Linked DNA regions of Sus scrofa: region 2 is linked to region 1. The links are chromatin contacts, called in public HiChIP or PLAC-seq maps. All regions are on one chromosome and are shown on one strand. The core of a region is the stretch at or near the end of the contact, and the rest is flanking DNA. Distances in the headings are between cores, read along the strand shown.

Evidence for each region. HiChIP or PLAC-seq counts read pairs in DNA pulled down with a chosen protein or histone mark.
Region 2: an H3K27ac HiChIP or PLAC-seq map of alveolar macrophages shows a contact between it and region 1. The contact joins the promoter of LOC100624067 here to the enhancer-like site in region 1. A contact is called at or near these places in 3 of 5 promoter capture datasets (fetal liver and liver), 20 of 47 Hi-C or Micro-C datasets (adipose tissue, blood, brain and 9 more) and 2 of 2 datasets of contacts at active chromatin or transcription factors (alveolar macrophages and skeletal muscle).

The regions. Positions count from the first base shown.
Region 1 is chr6:2,965,519-2,968,520 of Sscrofa11.1, reverse strand. No RefSeq gene overlaps it. Among named protein-coding and RNA genes, the nearest start is that of IRF8, 94 kb to the left of the region's middle. Within about 2 kb of position 1,495, at least 4 of the 83 cell types and tissues checked have an H3K27ac peak or open chromatin away from gene starts, as enhancers often do. A contact at or near this core is called in alveolar macrophages, where this site is marked.
Region 2 is chr6:3,136,011-3,139,012 of Sscrofa11.1, reverse strand. It overlaps LOC100624067 (cytochrome c oxidase subunit 4 isoform 1, mitochondrial), which reads left to right and starts at 1,394. Exons shown (of 5, transcript XM_021093705.1): 1 at 1,394-1,551; 2 at 2,685-2,758. The coding sequence starts at 2,686. EMC8 (ER membrane protein complex subunit 8) reads right to left here and starts at 1,383. Exons shown (of 5, transcript XM_003481777.4): 1 at 846-1,383. The coding sequence starts at 1,076.

The sequences.
Region 1 (3,002 bases), core at 246-2,745:
ATGCCTGCCTTGATTTCTAAGGATGGTTTAATTGGACAAGACTCTCTTAACGTGGAAACTGAACTGGTGCCTTCTGCACAGTAGAAAGGCTGAAATGACAGGAGAGCTGGCCCCAGCCTGGTGCCAGTGCCTCTGCTTCTGCGGTCTTGGAGACGGCCATCTCTTTGGCCTTGAGGTCCCCAACCCCAACAGGAAAGGGACAGGAATGTGGTGGGAGTGACATTTGCAACAAACATTTTGGAAAACGTTTGGCAATGGCAGCTAGATACAGCATCTCTGATCCTGAGAAGATACGCAGGAGAAACGCGAAGCTAAGTTCACCCAGAGACAGGGACCAGCACGCTCCCAGCGACATCGCTCACTTCAAAGCTGGGAACCACCCCGACGCCCGGCAGGAGTGCATGGAGGAGCAGGCTCGAGGCTGTGCAGACAGCGGGCTGGGCAGTGGGAGCGAGCACGTCTGCCACAGGCCACGGCACGTGTGGCTTCCACCAGCATCATGTTTAAAACGTGGTCCAGGTTCCAAAGAGTGCACGACGCGTGATTCCACTTACATCCACTGCAGCGGCAGGGGAGCGCGTCTGCTGCTGGACGTCAGGAGAGCAGTTACCTTTCTGGGCATGGGAGGCAGGGAGGAACCAGAAGCAGGTGGAAAGGGTGCTTTGGCTGCTTTCTCTTCTGTGTGTGACACTTGGGCGAAACGCTGGCACTGAATTGAGGAAGGGTCGGGTGACACAGCTCTTGGGCTGTCTTGGCCCTGCTGCCCTGGCTCTCTCATCCCAGCCTTGCTTCCTGCTTTCAGCTGCGCTCGCCCCTGGGGGAAGGTCCTGGCGGGAGGGAGGGGATTCCTTGCTTGGGGTTTGGCAGAGCTTTCTGAGGTCCCGCCGGAGGCGGCGGTGGATGGAGGGATGAGTAAGGGCTGAATTTCCCTGCAGGGGAGACACGGATCTGACTTTGGGCTCCCCAGTGGTTCCTTGGCAACCAGCTGTTGTCAGAAAAACAGAACAATGTGAGAACACGGCAGGGTCAGGCAAGGAAAGACCCTCTGGGGAACTCACGCACACAGAAGAATAAGAGGAAGCGGTCGGAGCCGGCGCTGGGCAAGTGGCTCCAGAAGCCAACCCGCCTCCCTGCTTGCCCCTGGAATTTCCCCTTCATCAAATGTTTGCAAATCAAATATCCTTTTCTCATTGACAGATATTCGATATTAGGATCCTAGGGCTGTGTTTTCCAAAAAGCAACCGTGGAGGCTGTGAAATATAACCGGTCTGCCCAGCTTTCCCCAAGTTGGAGGTCAAATATGACCTCATTGCATTGTTAAGAAAGTAACCACTCGCGTTCAATGTGTCCCCGTTTGCTCCAAGTCTAGCATCACCTCTTCAAGACCCCCTCCCTCTTGTCCACGAGCTGCGGAACCTTCTCGGCACAAGGTGGAGGTCAGGCTGCCTGCACACCGCGGGTGGAGGGAGGCTGGGAGCACGTCCGACACCCCGCCCGTTACAGCTGCTGCTCTGGTGGTGACCACATGGTGTCGCTGTTGAACACTGGGTTGGCACAGCCTCAGGGACCCTCGCCTTCTGAAGTGGGACCTGGGGAGGCCCCAGGCTAGAGCTTTTGCAATCCACGTTCCAGGGCTCAGTTTTTGTTCTTCCAGATGCAACATGGTAGCAGAGTGACTCTGTCCAGAGATGTTTCTAGCCTTGCCAGAGAGAGGGTGCAACTGCCCCAGTGTCATACAGCCAAAAGGACCAGACTCCTGAAATGCATACACACACACACACACACACACACACACACACACCACACACACACACACACACACACACACACACACACACACACACCCCACATGCATTGCGGGTAATTTGGAATTGTGAGGCGGAAACTTATTCTAAGGTACTTGAGGGATGATGTTGCTCCAGCTAAAGATTCCTGCAGAAATCCCTGGTGAGAAAACGTGGATGGAGTCTCCCTGGGTTAGTAGGAAGTTAGTTAGATATTTTTGTGTTCAAATCCTGGTTCTGCCAAATTCTTGTGTGGACTCTGGGCAAATGACTTCACTCTCAGAGCCTCACAGACGGGTACAGGGTTGCTACCACTGGGTAGGGCTGGAGCGGGAAGCCGAGGGAGCAACACACAAAGAACAACCCAGAAATGCTTCTCCTCCAGGCCCCGAGGACTTGTTCTGGGCTGACCTTGACATCCTCTGCCCAGCCTGGAAGCAGCCATTTCTCCCAGGAGCTCGGGTTCTGGCGCTCGTGTTGTTAAGCCCCAAATGACGGTAACAGGTACCGGCCTGGATGCTCCCTGTTCGTCTGCTCATCTTTACAAGCACGTGTAGTGATCATTTAGCCACGTGCCGGTGCTGTTCATATGTCATCCTATTTGACCCTCCCAAACAACCCACGTGGGACAAATCGTGAACCACCAAAGGGTCCCAGAAGTAGGCACCTTGGCGGGGGGGTGGGGGGCGCACAGTAAGTGGGGAACAGAGGTAGGATTTGAACCCGGGCCCCTCTGCCTCCAGAATCTCACTAACCCCCTGTTCTGCTAATTTCTGGCTTTCCAGTCCTAAGGGTGATGACAGTTGGTCTTCCCTCTATGCCCAAGCTTGTCCTCCTCATCCCGTTCCGCCCAGGGGGCTGTATGTTTCAAGTTTCATTCACTCATCGCTAAGCCACGAAGCAATGAAGCTGAAAGCATAGTTTGCACATGGAGCCATGTAGACCCAGAGCCGGCAGCCGGCATGCAGGGTGGCAGGGCTGGCGGGGCTGGCGGGGCTGCTCCACGGAGCTCAGTCTTGGGGCACAGGGACCGTGGGTCTTGAGGACCAGACACCACAGGCAGTGCAGGGAAATGGCTCATAAACACAGGTATAGCAAAGTCACAACCATCTAAGTACCTCCGCACAGCGGCAGGCGTTTATACCAGCTGTAAATACCTAGAGGACCCTGTGAGAGGGGCAGCGTGACCCCCTGCAACTTGGGGTTCCTTCAAGGAGC
Region 2 (3,002 bases), core at 145-2,644, 170 kb before region 1:
ACCATACTTCAACGCAGGTACTGCGGGAGGTTTGAGGCCAGTTTATTTCTCCCTAAGGTTTTAACTCAAATTTGTAGATGGGCTTTTTTCCGGGAAGGCTACTGCCTAGGATTCAATGACCAGCCAGTCTGTCTGTCTGTCTGACACATCTTTTCCCACTGTACTTCAATGAAGCAGTCCTAAGCAGACACACAGAAATGTGCTGGCCGGCAGGCACATCAGCTCCAGCTTTTAAAACCACCAGTTACTCTAGCTGTCACTAAGGGGGACAGACAACCTCTTCTTACAGAGTCCTCACGTGCATTCTAGGGCAACAGTGCCCATGATGCCAACGCTGCCTTTCTAAGCGTGTCTCCATCCTGGGAGTCTGGGGCAGTAACATCGGAGGAATCACAATCTTTATGCACACGCCAGACACGGATCCCTACACGTGAAGCTGCTCAAGAGCCAAACCGCAGCGTCAAAACTTCCGGCAACTCAAAATCCCAACTACAAACGCTATCGAATCATTACTCAGTTAATGACAGCTTGCTTCTATAAAAGCTACTGGCTTGAGAAAATTAATGTACTACTTGTCGCCCAAAGCGCCTCTAATGCCACCCAGGACGGTTACGGCATCTCCCTTGGCTGCGGCTACTGCTAGCGGCCGCCTACCGGGCGCGTGCTAAATGCAGGGAAAACCTATCTGCCTTCGCGGGTCCTCCGTTCATGGTCACGGCGACCTCGGGGGCGGGTCTGGACTCCGGCCGGACCACTGTGAGCTTCCAGCTAGGACTGCTCGGAAGCCAATCGCCAGCCCGTCTCCTGTCCCGCTGATTCCGAGGCAGGCCCCTTCCCACGCTTACCAGGGTGAGGGCCACCTCCAGCATTGGGGCGAGGGCCAGGGTGCCGTGGAAAAGGGGGATACAGTCCACGAAGAGGGTGTGGTGGGCGCCAGGGCCGCCCAGGGGGAGGTGTTCCTTGCGTGGCTTCTGCTTCTCGGCCACCAGCAGTCCGTTGACGGCGCAGTGCGGGTACTTGGCGCCGTGGAGCACCATCTTGCAGTAAGCCTGGGTGGTCAGCTTCACCCCGGGCATGCTGAGCCCGGGAGGGCCCCGAAGGCCCGGCGCCGGCCGAGGCCTGGATCCGCCTCCCAGCCGCGCGGCGCCTCAGGGGAGAAGCAGGACGAGGCAGCGGCTGCCCGGCGCGGGCTCGCGGCTCTGGAGACCTCCGCAGGCCCGGCCCCACTCGGTTCCGGTTCCTCGGACGCTGGCTCCCGCCGGGTAGAAACCAACTCGCCCGCCTCAGCCTCCAGTCGCTCTTCTCGCCCGCGCCGCCGGAAAGCGGTCCCCCACTGTCCGCCGGAAAGCACCCCGGCCCGGCGTTTTACGACGTTCGCGGCCCTCTCCACTTCCGGTCCTGTGACCTTCGGCGCGGCCGGGCGCGGGGTGGAGTCCCCTCTCGATCCCGTGGTGCTCCGCGGCAGGGTCGCGCTCTCTTCCGGTCGCGGGCAGCCGGGGCGTAGAGGGCGGTCGCGACAGGCGCCGAGGCAGTGCTGAGCGACCGAGGCAGGTGAGGCGGGCGGCGGCCGGTTCACGCTACGAGGCGCTGGCGGGTCGGGCGCCGGGAACCCTCGGGTTTGCGTGCTCGCCGCCCGGCGCCAGCAGGAATCGGCGGCTGGGCCTCGGATCCCGGTGACATTGAGGTCGGCCTGCGGGGGCTCTGGTCTCGGGGGCTGCCGTGTCGCAGCCTATGTGCCGGCCAGAAGCACCCGGCCCATCGCCGCTTTACTTGTCGCGGCCGCGGGCTGGCTTCCGGCTCTGACCTTGAGCGTCCGCTGGCCGCGGGCGCCGGCCCGAGGGCAGGTCGCCTTGCGGCCTCCCGGCCACCCGATTAGACGGAGCTTTGCCACCGCTCCGGGCAGAACGGTGCTCCGGAGAAGGGGCTCGGCTTCCCGGCCTGGAAGGCGCTCAGCATCCGCCCACGCGCGGGCCAGGCCCTGGGAGAAACTGTGGGAGACGGGAGCCAGTTCGATCCTGACGTCATGCTTCTCTTTATTCTGCCTGTGATGGGTATTTTTGGAAGTCATTCGAGGTCCTTTTCATTGTTAACAGTCCCTTGAAAGGTGCAGTTCTAAGGGACCGGTAGGTAGGGGAAATGGGCTAGATTCAGGAAAGGTGCAGGTGAGAGGTGAGTCATCCAGGGCATTTATGGTCCTGCAGGGATTGGAAATGCACGGGGACCCTGCTTGCAGCCTTTCTTCCAGGTTTCGCTTTTCTGTTGATTGCACCTATGGGGTTTTTAACCAAACGGTGAACGCAGTGCCTGTCACAGTCCCTTTGACCTATTTATCTTTTCTCTCTAAACAATGGGGCCCACAAAGGGGAGCGGATTCTGTCTTTTTCAGAGTCTCCTTTAAATTTTTTTTTTCTCTTTGCTTTTTAAGAAAGCCACTGTTCTACGAATTGCTTAAAGTGTGTACATGTTACAGTGCTTGGTTTATAACGCAGCTCCACTAAGGCGTGTTGACTGCCGAGAAAAGAAAAAAAACAAACCTCATCCTAGGTGTGAATTGAGAGATCAGTTATGTTGGGAAGAAAAAAAGGAACTCCAGTGACTCCCAAAATGCACTGGGGCAAAAAGGAGACTCTTGCCTGGTAGGTGTTTACTCTCATTCATAGAAAGGGTACATTTTTATCTTTCAGGATGTTGGCTACCAGAGTATTTAACCTCATTGGCAGGCGAGCAATTTCCACCTCGGTGTGTGTGCGAGCACATGGTAAGTGTAACGTCTTTTTGCTCTGTCATGTGTCAGGCCCTGTGCCGAAGTTTTTCAGACAGATCGTGAGATTGTGTTGTTGAGGCGCTAAAGGGGAGGTATGTGTATTTTAACCCAGCGAAGTTCTAAACCAAAGAGTATTTGTGAACGATATTGAAAAGTGTTGATTTAAAGAAATCGCACAACCTCAAAGTTGAGAGTAAAGTTTTATTTGGGGCAAAATGAGAATTTAAGCCCAAGCCCA